2 separate regions of the Danio rerio genome follow, and region 2 is linked to region 1. A link is a contact called in public HiChIP or PLAC-seq data. All regions are on one chromosome and are shown on one strand. Each heading gives the region's core, a stretch centred on a gene start, on an enhancer-like site or on the middle of the called end of the contact. The rest is flanking DNA. Distances are from core to core; before and after follow the strand shown. Region 1 holds the start of bag5 (BCL2 associated athanogene 5). Region 2 holds the start of zgc:110045.

Region 1 (2,700 bases), core at 149-2,648:
AGTAGTTAATGCTTCCAAACTTAAAGAGCACCGCAACAATGACTGATGCCACAAAAATTAGAGGGTCCATTAAAGTGCATAATATTTTCAGCTGATACATTTTCAGTGGCCGAATATTTTGTACATCTCTAATATCAACACACTTTTAGATTCCCATTGTTGCATATTTCTGCTGTGTTATTGGGTCTTAGATCAATATAGAGTAAAAAAGTCCAGAGCTTATCATTGATACTGACATAAATTTTTATCACGATTCAATATAATACTATTTATCGGCCCTACTTCATTTATTCATTTTCTTTTTAGCTTAGTCCCTTTATTAATCTGGGTTCAGCACTGTGGAATGAATCGCCAACTTATCCAGGATATGTTCTACGCAGCAGATGTCCTTCCAGCCGCTGAGAATAATCCATACACTCTCATTCACTCACATACACTATGGACAACTTAGCCTTCCCAATTCACCTATAGTGCATGCATGTCTTTGGGCCCAGAGGAAACCCACGGCAAAACGAGAACATGCCAACTCCACTCAACCTTGCTGTGTGGTGATCGTGCCATCCACTGCGCCACCGTGCAGCCCCCCGAGCCCTACTTATGAATGATTAAAAACAGTAACAGCCAATGACAGCTCACCTGACATTAAAGGGACTGAACAAGTTACATTTAAATTAATTTACATAAAAAATTAGGACATTTCAGTTTTTCAAAGATATGTTACATTTAAATATACGCACATTTTCAGACTTCAGTAAACTAAAAAAAGAGTCAGTGGCAGAGAATGGAAGGTAACGAACGAGACTGATTCGTTCACTTAAAAGATTCGTTCACCCTAGGTACAACACACTGGGGAGACCATTCCTCGCATCAGGAGGGATCCCTGTCGCTGTACAGTATTCTCTTTAACCAAATGTGCCCAAATAGTAAACAAGTCAATCACTCCACAACCTGACTCGCGTTAACGCAAAACATACTGGCTCGCCTGCCTTAGTACTTTTAATAAAAACATTTAAGCGAGGAAGTCAAATGTGAACTCCCTTTCTCAATATAAAGTGGTTGCATCGTTTATGCACAAAAACGTCAACGAATTTGCTGTAAACGTAACATCTGAGCTGCGTTAAACTATTTGAAACGGCATACATCGGATGAAATTATCCTACTGTTTACCTGGCTTCTGTTATGTCTGTTTAAATCACACAAAGACACTGATCAGCTCTCATTATAAGCTCACGGAACTGCGAGGCAAAGTTTTGTTTAAATCGAATAGATATTTATATGAACACATTTCTTGTGAAACATGACGTTCAAAGGGTTCCTACCTGCATAACCAGCGTACAGCCATTGGTGAGCCTGTGTTTACAGATTCAGCACAACGCAATATTCTTTTACAGCCACAGGGCATACATGTCTAATGACATAAACCTGCTGGCCAACAAGAACGAGCGAAGAGTTTGATTGCGTTGGATGTTGGATGTCCAAAACTGAAGTTGGAAGAGAAATGGATGATTAATAAAAATGGGATTTAGAGCAATTATACATACACAGTAACATTCAAAAGTTTGGGGTTGATCATATATATTTTAAACGCATTTATTAAACGAACAGCAAAATAAAACAATAAAAAAAATTATTTTATTTGATCATTTATTCATTCATTCATTTTCTTTTCAACTTAGTCCCATTATTAATTTGGGGTCGCCACAGCCTAATGAACCGCCAACTTATCCATCATAGGTTTTACGCAGTGGGTGGACTTCCAACTACAACCCATCAAACATCCATACACACTCATTTACACATACACTACGGGCAATTTAGCTTACCCAGTTCACCTATACTGCATGCCTTTGGACTTATAGGGGAAACCGGAGCACCCGGAGGAAACCCACGCAAACACAGGGAGAGCATGCAAACTCCACACGGAAAAGCCAACTAACCCATCCGGGGCTTGAACCAGCGACCTTCTTGCTGGAAGTCGATTGTGCTAACCACTGTGCCACCATGCTGAACATTATTCAAATACATGCAATTTAGGATTGTTAACTTGCAGCAGCCATCTATATCACATAATTCTTCAGGAATCATTCTAATACGCCAACACAAAAAAATTTAATTAATTACAAAACGAACAAACTAAAAAAATTAATAAAAAAAATAAAACAATTATTCTTATTATTATCGTTAAAAAAATTGTTGAGTAATATCTGTAGAAATACTGCCAAAATTATTTAAACAGGGATGATTAGTGACATAAAATGCTCTTATCATTTTGAAACAGTTGACAATTATTTGAGTAGTTTTATGCAGTATTTTGCTTAAAAAAACCTGCTTGGACTGTTTGGAAATTGTGGCACCACGGTGGTGCGGTGGGTAGCACAATTGCCCCCCAGCAAGGTCACTGGTTCTAGCCCCGGCTGAGTCAGTTGGCATTTGTGTGTGCAGTTTGCATGTTCTCCCCATATTCACGTGGGTTTCCTCCAGGTGCTCCGGTTTCCTCACAGTTCAAAGACATGCAGTACAGGTGAATTGAACAAGGTAAATTGGCCATAGTGTACACTATGTGTGTAAATGCAGAAGTGTATGGGTGTTTCCCAGTGTTAGGTTGTGGCTGGAAGGGCATCTGATGCATAAAATATATGCTGGATTAGTTGGCGATTCATTCCGCTGTGGCGACCCCAGATTAATAAAGGGACTATAAAC
Region 2 (2,700 bases), core at 84-2,583, 460 kb after region 1:
TGTGTTTATTTATATTCACATTCACTCTAAATCATTTGACTAATGCTTTTATCTAAAGTGACTTACAAACATAACCATGACAAGCAATCAAAGCAACAACAAAATGACATGTAAATAAGGGCAGGTTCTGTTGTGGGGCGTGTACTACCCACTATAGAAGAGATTGCACATTATTGAATGATGGACAAATTTGTCAGTATGATGGACCACAATAATCATCCCTTTTTTGATACAGTCCAAGCGTGTACAAGCTCTTTTAGTGCAAGATTAATTTAACCCCGGTGTTACAGAAAAAGATGCAGGAAATCCTTTTTACCAACAGTGATCAGATTGTATAACCAAAATCATACTATGAATTATGCTTATATGCTTATAATTTTATGTAACTTTATTATTGTTTTTATACATATGTAGCTTATTTGATCTATTTTTAGTATGAAGATCACTGTTGTGATGTGAATTTCACTTTGGGATTAATAAATTCTCACAAACAAACAAACAAAACAAACAATCAATGACAAGTTCCAGTTGTATACAGTGCGCAACATATATAAGTACACCCCTCACAAATTTTTAAAGGAAGCTATACAATACTATATTTGTTCACATACATTAGATTAGTCAGTACTGAAACCAATTCTGGACCTTATCCCACAAAATAAGTTACAATAACGGTCCAAAAACTAGTACACTCAAATTTATATGTTATAGAAAAATACTAAATACAAATTTAATAAAGAGGAAAAATCAAGAGAATTTGTTGAAATTTTTTGAAATATTTTGTTGAATTTGTTTGCATTATCTTTCAATTTCTAAACATGTTTGGTGACTAACATATTATTTTAATAAATATATCTGTTTAATAAATCTGTTTTGTTTAAATGCACAAAAATATCTATATTCTATTTATAAATATATATATCTATATATAAATATGAAATATCTATATTCACTAAGACATGGATAAAAATATAAATTTTCAAAATAGGGTGTACTCAATTATGCTCAATTATATATATAATGTGTGACTAATACATATAGTACATATTAGTCACACATCATATTAAAAATGTTGACCCCCTCTTTCCTTTTGTCAAAGATAAAACAAGAGCACTGTTGACATGCCAGAAAAGCATTAATACGCCTATTTGCTCTTGTCCTTCAGAAGTCTCTGTGCGTGACGAGCAGCTTTGGATCGAAGTTAACAAACTGACCTGAGATGTGATGGAGGTTGAGATAGAGCAGAGATGCCTGTTACTTTCTTCACTGAGGCTTCTTTTCCTTGTCAATCCAGGATGAGTTAACGTTTGCGGCTCCAGAGTGTGTATGATTCCTTGAGTGTGGTGTTGCCCTCTTTTGTTGTCAGTTGTATTCAGAGAATGGACAGATGGCCTTGTGCCCGTACCTCTGGTCGACTGAGGCTAGCTTTACTGTTTTTTTTCCACCCTCTGGCTTAGCCTCTGATAAGCCTTTAGACCAAGCTACATGAGTCTCTCCCAGTTCTTAATACTCACGTAATTGAGGCAACAACTCCTTTATCCCGGGATGGTTCCTGTAGCATTCTGGAATCCCAAGAAGAATAGAAGGCAACAGGTTTTGCCATGCTATAATCTGGCTGGAATACAATAAATATAAAAAAAAGTAAGACCAGAGTTTTCTAATAGCATGGCTCAATTTGAAACACGTTTTCCGTTTTGGCAGGGAAGATCTGGTTTGGATGTGCATATGCAAAATGACATTTTAAAGGACACAGAAAAGGAAGAATCCGCCAAATGTTTTGTGCCGACTCCCCCAATCACCATAAGCATCTCCAAATTGACTGTGTCACATCATTATGGACAGAAAGACACAATGTCTCTGTGGCCGATGTCCCTTCCCCCACACCTCCTGCTAATGAGGCCAAAGTCCTGTGAAAACAATGTAGGCCTTTAACAGAAAAAGATGCACTCTGCTCAGCAGCAGAATTTCAAAGTGAATGAATTAGTGGAGCAGAAGTGGCATATTTAATCACTGCCTGCTGTCTGGGATGGAAATGAACAATGGTCTCTATGGATCTCCGTTCTCTCACTGCGTATGTGTTGATAAATAGTATAAAATGAAGATCTAAGACTCCATTGCGCAAGAAAAGATCGGTGCACTTCTCGTTAAACCAAAAGTAAAACTGACACCAAACCTTTTCACAACACTTTTAGTAAAACATTTATTTATAAAAATAAAGTTGAGATCACATTAAATTTAAATATTAGATTGAATTTTTAGTACAGCAAAAACTAAATTATTTCGATTTTTTAAAAAGAATGACAAAAATGCATTTCGAAATAAGTAAACACGACTGTAAAAATAACTGAAAATAAAATTTAAATGGCACCTATGATGAAAATCAACTTAAGCTGTTTAGACAGAACTGTCTGTATGTATAGTGTGTCCACTTTCATGCTGGACTGATATAAACCCAACAAGTCTCTTTTTTTTTTAATTTCCAAATGTTAAAATAGGATCCCACTGATTTTTAGCAATGTGCTGTGGTGCGGTTTTCCGGACGCCATGTTTCTATGATAACACAGAATCCACAGAATTTTTTTGATAATAAACTGGAATTCAAATAAGTTTAATAAGTTTAAACATTTTTAAAACATGTTTACAGCATGTTTGTAATAAAGTCAGTAAAACCGCTGTGTAATTCTTAACCGCTATAACCAC

Evidence for each region. HiChIP or PLAC-seq counts read pairs in DNA pulled down with a chosen protein or histone mark.
Region 2: a contact with region 1 is called in an H3K4me3 HiChIP or PLAC-seq map of embryo, with 2.9 times the contacts expected there. The contact joins the promoter of zgc:110045 here to the promoter of bag5 in region 1. A contact is called at or near these places in 1 of 18 Hi-C or Micro-C datasets (hematopoietic stem cells) and 1 of 4 datasets of contacts at active chromatin or transcription factors (embryo).

What each region holds. Positions count from the first base shown.
Region 1 is chr13:17,777,719-17,780,418 of GRCz12tu, forward strand. It overlaps bag5 (BCL2 associated athanogene 5), which reads right to left and starts at 1,399. Exons shown (of 5, transcript NM_001431071.1): 1 at 1,320-1,399. The coding sequence starts at 1,342.
Region 2 is chr13:18,237,999-18,240,698 of GRCz12tu, forward strand. It overlaps zgc:110045, which reads right to left and starts at 1,334. Exons shown (of 10, transcript NM_001039984.2): 1 at 1,215-1,334.